Linked DNA regions of Zea mays: regions 2 and 3 are each linked to region 1. Evidence: chromatin contacts called from public Hi-C data. All regions are on one chromosome and are shown on one strand. Each heading gives the region's core, a stretch centred on a gene start, on an enhancer-like site or on the middle of the called end of the contact. The rest is flanking DNA. Distances are from core to core; before and after follow the strand shown.

The links. A called contact is a pair of places that touch in the nucleus more often than the background predicts.
Region 2: a Hi-C map of ear shows a contact between it and region 1, with 1.7 times the contacts expected there. The contact joins two enhancer-like sites. A contact is called at or near these places in 2 of 25 Hi-C or Micro-C datasets (ear and tassel).
Region 3: a contact with region 1 is called in a Hi-C map of endosperm, with 2.7 times the contacts expected there. The contact joins two enhancer-like sites. A contact is called at or near these places in 2 of 25 Hi-C or Micro-C datasets (ear and endosperm).

Annotation. Positions count from the first base shown.
Region 1 is chr2:129,944,252-129,946,992 of Zm-B73-REFERENCE-NAM-5.0, forward strand. It overlaps LOC103648908 (phosphoinositide phosphatase SAC7), which reads left to right. Exons shown (of 19, transcript XM_020548405.1): 17 at 1,991-2,083; 18 at 2,558-2,624. Among protein-coding and RNA genes, the nearest start is that of LOC100382063, 60 kb to the right of the region's middle. Within about 2 kb of position 1,395, at least 19 of the 20 cell types and tissues checked have an H3K27ac peak or open chromatin away from gene starts, as enhancers often do. A contact at or near this core is called in ear and endosperm, where this site is marked.
Region 2 is chr2:130,143,710-130,146,450 of Zm-B73-REFERENCE-NAM-5.0, forward strand. No RefSeq gene overlaps it. Among protein-coding and RNA genes, the nearest start is that of LOC100382063, 140 kb to the left of the region's middle. Within about 2 kb of position 1,347, at least 10 of the 20 cell types and tissues checked have an H3K27ac peak or open chromatin away from gene starts, as enhancers often do. A contact at or near this core is called in ear, where this site is marked.
Region 3 is chr2:130,101,242-130,103,982 of Zm-B73-REFERENCE-NAM-5.0, forward strand. No RefSeq gene overlaps it. Among protein-coding and RNA genes, the nearest start is that of LOC100382063, 97 kb to the left of the region's middle. Within about 2 kb of position 1,365, at least 17 of the 20 cell types and tissues checked have an H3K27ac peak or open chromatin away from gene starts, as enhancers often do. A contact at or near this core is called in ear and endosperm, where this site is marked.

The DNA.
Region 1 (2,741 bases), core at 145-2,644:
CAACCAACTCATCTTGTTGGCATGGACGTGACATCACGCCGATCATTGTAACAACATTTACGCTATTTCTAATACTATTTACGCTCAAACTTGGGAGTTTTACGATCATGGATACAACGTCTCAGAGATTTCCACGTCTCTCACGTTGGCTCTGTATTTACGGTAACCACCTGGATTCATACACGTCTGTTATGTTTGGGTCGTAAGCAACATCACGTTGACCGTTGTGCCAATATTTACGCTATATCTGACACTATTTACACTTAAACTTGAGAGTATTTAACGCTCAAACCTGGCGGTGCGGCCACCAGTATGCCGATCGGGCCGATTCCCACCCGATTGAACCAAAAACACACATCGGTGCTCCTAGTGGGGTCAGGGATGGCTGGTGCGACTAGAAGCACGAATTGGTTGGGACTTTCTGTAACTATTGGAAGCCTTGGGCTCCCAACAACCCCTCCCTATATCACGTACACATATGTCCTAGAAAAGTAGGTGCTTTGATTTAGAGGTTTTACTATAGCGGAACATAGAAATCAGGGCACCAAAAAGTAGGAGAACCTTCAATAATCAAAAATAGAGGTCCTGATTGTGGGCTATTGCTTAGTTGCTCTTACAATTGTATACAGGTAGCAATACAAATATGTAACTAGAGCTATGTAAGAAATTGTTGTGAAAGAGTTTATAGCTGAGTTGGTTAGGTGTCTAAATAATATTTCTCATGTCTTGAGTTCGACTCCTTAGGCTATAGGAGTTTTCACCCCCAAGGGTCGAGTTTTTTAGGGGAGAAACTGTAGGGTTACTATGTGTAATACTGTTTTTTCATAATATAAAAATGCAATGGGTAATATAGATTGACATAATTGATGATCCTTTGGACAGTCAACAGTAGTTTGTGTGTGCATTAAGTGAAGTGCTTTCTGCCTACAGTTTGCCATGTATTTCACTAGCAAACCAAATATTGTAAAACAAATAATATTTAGGAGCAGAGTTATTAAGGCGTCCTCAAGGATGCGGTAAAGCGCTCGGCCGAGATAAGCCGTCCGCCTCGCCTTACCGAGCGCCTAAGGCGAGCGGAATGCGAGTGGGAGAGGGCTCTGCCCGCTGGCACCCGCGTTACGGAGGGAAAGGCGGTCGTGAGGGGGCGCTTGAGTGGCCGCGCCGGTTGCTGGCGGCCGGTGGCCTGGAAGGCGCGCGACGCCCGCCTAGAGTAGTTCTGGCGACGAGATAGACGGAGGAGGGAAGAGGAGAGGGGGCGCACATGCGCAGAGCAGTGCTGGCGGCGGCGACCTGAGTGTTGGGCTGCTGGCGGCGACCTGAGTGTTGGGCTGCTGGCGGCGACGAGCTCAGTGTTGGGCTGTTGGCGGCGGGGGGAGAAGAGCCTGGCGGCTAAGGGAGCGAATGGGAGGGAAGGGAAAGAAGTGGCTGTGTCGGGTGGGTAACCTACTTTTGATGGGCTAAGTGGGCTGCTGGGCTGGTTTATGAACTGCTTGGACTGACCGGACCCTATTTGCTAGTGTAATACATCTATTTGGGACTATATTTCTATATATTTTATTTTTATTATCTTTTATATATTATTAAGACGTCGCATCGTCTTACACCTTATCGCTTAAAAGATAAAAAAGGGTCGATCGCCTTACTTCGCCTTGCCGTCTTAGTAACTATGTTCATGAGACTGTTTGGTAAAATACATTTTTTGTGGCCTTTTATTTTCTAGTCTCCAGGATGTAGTGAATCCTATGTAGTCAACCTTTTTATTTTGTGGGGTGTCTGAATGGGTGGTGGTCTTTGTACCCTTTTATTTTCTCTCCATCAGTAGTAGCACAACACATACAGACAAACCCTCTTTTCTGTAGCTCTTTGAATGACGCATACATACATTTAATTTTAGGATATGACTTCTTTCCATCTAAAACATGTGATCATCGGGATAAGAGTTCTATCAGAGTGCAGCCATTCATTATCCCTATTTTGTTGCCTAATATAGGATGCCATGGATCTTCTTCAAGGACATTACATCTCCTCTGTTAGTCGGGACATGGCAGCTCTAAGCAAACAAGGACTTCTGGAGAATTATGCGGTGGGTACTATTGACATTGCTTGAAATTGCTTTGACTAGATGCGATCATCATAATGTACCTTCTAATTTCAAATTCTTCATGTGTTCTCCATGCTAATAACCTCTCAAAAATATTTTTCCTTGTTACATCGCCATAAAACATTTTTTTCTATAATGAACTACTGCATTTGATTTTTACAACTGTAAAATAAAAATAAGTAGAGAGCTCTTTCTTTGATCTATTTAGCATTTCACGAACCAAGCATCATTTTCTGATTGAGTATACTACTTGATAATAAAGCTTTCTCATTGAAGAAATCTTATGAGACTAAGTTACAATCTTATTAGTTATCCATGTGCGCTAGTGTATAATGATTTCTGTGATTATTGGTAAGACAAAATAAGTTAGAAACTCCTCTTTGTAGACTTGCAAACATTCTCAAAAGTATTTTTGTGAATTACGCTGGCACAATAATCTACAATTTCCCTATGCAGTCCTTCCGCATTGCTTTCGCGTTGGTTGTGGGAGCTCTTATGTTCTTGATTATTGCACTTAAACAAGGTAAGATATCACATTGAAGACTGATATTTTTTGTTCTTTTGGGAAAAATAAACCACCGATAGGCATATTTGCATGTATTGTTATGTCATGATTAAGGGTTTGTTTGTTTGGGATTAT
Region 2 (2,741 bases), core at 97-2,596, 200 kb after region 1:
TATAAATAAATAGATTTATAATTTTAAAGATTTTTAATGACTTTTTTGTAGTTTGATTGTACAATAATTGCATGAAAGTTTTGATTGCACATCCGTTTAACTTCACAAAGAATAGCTTACATAGATGATGGCCACGACAACTATCTGATGATGGCCACGATCTGTGACAGAGCGAAATTGGGAGCAGTAAAGCCTTTTTACAATGGTTTCACTTTCAAATCTCTCTATTCATACTTACTATACGTTTTTATATACATTTTTCTCAAGAATTCTTATCTCTATTTCACCTTCTTTGCAACTGTTTCTCTTATTCAGCTCCCTTTACACTTTGACACAATATGAGACTTTTCTATGTCACTTTTAGAGTTTAAAATATACAATATTTATAATATCGTAATATATATTATTATCATGTAATTAAATTTGAAAATATTTAATTTTAAAATTAAAAGCACTATTAATGAAAGAGGAGATTAGACTCCCCTGGCTCTCTCCCCTCTTTCGAGAGGGATACCTAGAGGAACTCCGGTATATAGGACTTGACGAGAGGGAGAAAGCTTGGAGAACTCTTGGAACCGTTCAATGTTCAACAAAGCTTAGTAAAATACCAATTTTATCGATAACATTTCTCCTAGCCTTATAGTTCAGGCTGACTCCAAAAATAGCGTGCATATGGACATGCATAATCACTGTAAATATACTGTTTGTAGAATGGAGTTTGAAACGAAAAGTGAGATAGTGAGTGTGATAGGAAGGCTATTGAAGATAGCTTCACCAGTGGCAGCACTGCCGCGACTGCCCACTGAACAACAACAACAGGAACTCGAACTACCAAATGGTTGAAGACTTCTTTAAAAAACGCACCTTCAAAAAGGACAGTTACACTATTTCTGAAGCTTTGAGGCTTTATGCGTAAAAGTAGCCTATGTTACATCAAACATTTGAATTATAAATATTAAATATAATTTAATTATAAAAACTAATTACATATATAAAGGCTAAAAAGGGACAAATTTATTAAACTTATTAAGCCTAAATTTAATACTTATAATTAATATTCAAATATTTGATGTAGTGTAATACAAACCAAATTTTTGCCAGGTGAACCAAACACCCAAGACCAATAAAAGTATATCTGACCGTCTGGAGAAATTTTAAAATTTAGCATCTAATTCGTAAGTTTTGACACCCTGGTCCATAGTAGCTCATTATGATAGGGTGTTGAAATGCTTATGATTTGGGTGGGGTCATATTTCAAAACCTCTCGACCGCCTGAGGTAGGGCACGCACGCGCAGACCATTCCACGGCGACGTGAGAGCGTTCGGGGAGGGTCGCAGCCTGCACACAGCCTGTTCGATGGAATGTCGCAGCATTTCGGAGACCTTTCTGCGCGCGAATGCCGCGCTCTGCGTGCTCGCCCCAGCCATCTGCGGGCTGTGCGGTGCCCACCGCCGCAGTATTCACTTCAAACCAGGCCCGGCCTCGCCCGAAGAGGACGATGTGCGAGACCGCGCCCCGCTTCCGCGGCGATGGTACCGGGCAGCATACGCCCGGCTGCTCCGTCATTCGGGGTCACTGGCAGGGGTTGCAGGTGGCTTTCCGTGGCACGGGGCGAGGGGATCCCTCGTCGCATGCCCGCACGCCGCCACCCGGGCCGCGCACTTTGACGCGCTCGCGGGTGAGTTCGTCGCCGCCGTGGCCACCGTGAGCCGCGGCCACCCGCCGCTGAAGATGGAGGTGACGTCGCTGAGATCGCTGACGCAGGTCTGCGACGTGCTCGGCGTATCAGCCCAGCGGAGGAAGAGCGTGCGGCTCAACGTCTGCCCGCAGGTGACGCAGCACCACGTCTGGCGGGGCGCGCTCGAGGCGGTGCTCGGGGATCTCCAGGCCGACATGGCGTCTCTGGATAGCCCGAGCCCAGGGATCAAGATGGCCGAGCAGATCGCCTCCGCTTGCAACGGCTTCCTGTCGGACACGGCGACGTCCTCATCGCCGTCCTGGATGCGCCCAACGCCGTTCAAGAAACCAGCAGAACCGACGGCTCCCGCCAAGAAGTGGCAAGAAGTGCTGGACATGTTTACTGACCTCGCCAGGAGCCTGGAGATGGAGGATCGACTCACCGGGCATGTGCAGAAGGTGGAGGCCATGAAGGAGGGGTTGTACCAGATACGTGACGTCGTCATTGAACGGGACATAGCCTTCAAGGAGGCGCGCCGGCAGGACTGCCTGGTGCAGAGGAAGCTGTCCAAGAGCCTGGGGCACTCCTCCAGGTGCCTGTACACGCTGCTCCTCTTCTACCTCTATGGCTCCGTCCGGGACATGGAGGTGCACGTCGGCAAATGCATTTCTGGCGAGGGAGGCAGGAATGTTACCGTTCACGCCGCAGAATTCCTGATCGATGGCGATGAATCGACGATCAGGAGCGGCATCAAGCAACTGAGCCGTGCCCTCCAAATCTTCCGGTTTGTTTGGGAGGCCGCGAATACTGACTGTCATGCCGCCAATCACAATGGTAAAGATGTTGTGGGCAAGAAGAAGAATGAAGATGCAAAGGGTGTGTTGGAGTTGCAAGGTCATCTCTGGAGTTTCGGTGTTGAGGAGAAGACTCTGACATACAGAGGAGACGTGTTCCATATGCATCAGATTCAGTTACCATGAAATCTCCTTTCTCCAACATATCTTTGTGCAAAATCTAGCCATATAGACAAAACATATAAGAGGTGCGATCTGAACTGAAATG
Region 3 (2,741 bases), core at 115-2,614, 160 kb after region 1:
TTAAATTTAACTTCCATAAATTAATCATGTGAGTGTCCGAGCCGCTCATGACTGTGAGCATAGTTGATATACCAATTTTACACTATGTACAGGTTGTGCATCTTTACCCACAAGTCATGTTACCCATCTGCCAAGGGATCGCGACTTCCCGTTCTTCTCTACCGAGGAGACGAGGCAGGGTAGCACTACAAGGCCTTTCCAAAGTTCCACTAGTTCAAGAAAACCCGCTATGGATTTAGGAAGAAGGAAGCATAGGAATCCCCTGTCCGGAATGCCAGGCAGTCCGACCCGAGAACCTCCCTATACTCTGCAACGACGCCTCCCAGCTTGCCCCTTTCAGGTAAGGTAATCTCTCCCTAGCTTTCTTAATTACTTGGCCAAGGGTGTCCCATTCCACCCTTGTGGTAGCACTGTTTTCCCGGGTGGTTCTCCATGTTCCAATTAACACAGTAATCTTATCATGAACAATAAATAATCAACAGTGATAATAAAGAATGATCATGTGTCAAATTTATCTCAACACCCAAAACCATATATAGCAATAGCAAGACTACCCAAAAAGTTCAGTGGTGATCAAGGCACAGGATAAAACAGACTAGGGTGACCTATTGGGTCCCATCAAAATTAAGCCTAAACATGCCATGGTGATTAAAGAGAACATTATTGGGTAAATAAAAGTGGTCAAGGGCACAACTTGCCTTCAACGAGCTCCTGCTCAGAATTATCCACCTGCTGAACACCTGGGTCCTTAGTGGCTTGCTCGTCTACTCGAAACAATACAAACAAACACGGTACGGGAGAAATTAACATCACACCAAACATGAGATCATAATGCATAATAATATTCTACGCATCGTAACGAGATCGTAGGAACAAGAATCACTAAATTTGGAGTTACAATTATCGAGTTATGATTTTCTGAAGTTATTAAGTGGTTGCTTTAGATTAAGCTTAATGAATTTTACTCTATGTTTCATGAATAAACAAAGTTACTAGTTGATAGACAATATTAATACAGAATTAATGCAACTGGAATGGATCAAAAAGGAATTAAAATGGATTTATTATGATTTAAACAAGTTTCTATAACTATTTTAATACAAAAACTCATTTTCTATAATTTTTATTCCATTCAACATCTCTCTGTATTGCGCACAGAAATACTGAAGAGCACAGGGGCTAACTTGTAAAAGTTCTAAGACTCAGGGTATACGTTTCTTAACATGTGATGGACTACGGGTTTATTTCTGTGAAGTTCAGGGACTCTTTAGCAAAAGAACTGGACGAAGGGGTATCGTTCAACGTGGGCCGCCTGATCAAGATCTAACGGTTCGGATTACACCCCCGCTAAGTGAACTAGAGCTCTGGTGGCCGTTGGATCCCCAATCCACGGGCGCGTGCCCACCAGCCCGACATAAAATCCCACGCCCTGGTACTTTGATCGACGGACAAGATCAATTCCCTGTTGAACGGATGCGCCAGACTAATCCCAGTCGTCTATTTCATGATCTATGGACATATTGGCGTCTTCAACCTCTCGACGCCAAGGCACAGCCGACCGCGCCATACCTGATTCTCTCTCTCCAACCGGCCAACCGGCGCTCTGCCCGACCAAGACCAGCACTAGCCACTGACCCACAAGGGTACACCAGCGGTTTGCCGGCCCCAGGACCGCCCCCAACCTCGCCATCCTCGCCCACTCATGACCAACCGATGCATCCAAGGACACCGCAGAGGGGAAAGTGGGCTCACCAGAGTTTGCATTTTGCACTGACCGTCATCGTCGAGTGATGACCCGCCGCCTGAGTAAACTCCGACGAAGGCGCCACGAAGATGAAGCAGGGGGAAGAAATGACAATGCCCTGTAGTTATATAGATACACAGGGGCAGTTGAGCCAGCAGCGCCGAGAATAGCGCGCACTACGTTAATCGATCGACGCTGACAACGGGGCCTAGCGCCAGAGACCGAGAGGAGGTCACGCCACAGTCTGACCCTGATAGGCCGGCGAGCCCGTTCCCATCCACCAAAGGCCGAGAAAATGGAAAACGGCGTACGGGGTCGTGTTGCTGGCATCTAGGGCCCACAGGTCGGCGCCGCGGACGATTGTTGGGCTAGGGTGCGCGGAAAGGAAAGTCAGGTGGGCCGCTGTAGCTAGGTTTTGGCCCAACCGGAGTGCACCCCCTTCTTATTTTTATTCTTTTTGCATTTTCTGGTTTTATTTTATTTTTATTTTAGAACCTCAAATTTGAATCAAAAGTTTGTTGTGAATTTTTTGTACCTAGATTTAAATGTACAATTCAAAAATAACGGCATGAAATAATATCTTTATTTGTATACTTTTCTTACTTTGCATGTAGTCTTCCTTTTCTATTTCATCTTCAAATTCTAGGTTTCAAATTAGGTTAAACCTCCTTCTCCTTATTAATGTATTTTTATTATTATTATTTTTATCATTAAATGCACAAGCAATTAAACTCCAACATGATGCACCATTTTCTTTATTTAGTATAATTGTTGGTAGTCAAGGTTAACCCATGATTTGAAATATGCAAAAGTGAGAATAACAAGACAAGTGGTCAAATGAACATTTTATATTTCCCAATTCTTGTACATTCTATTACTCTCACTATTTGGGTATTACAACACTGTTATCCTGGGTGGTCACTCAACGAACAAGTCCTTACGGAGAGGTACTCAGGAAAATAGCCTGAGTCCCCTAAAGTGTCATAAGAACATCATC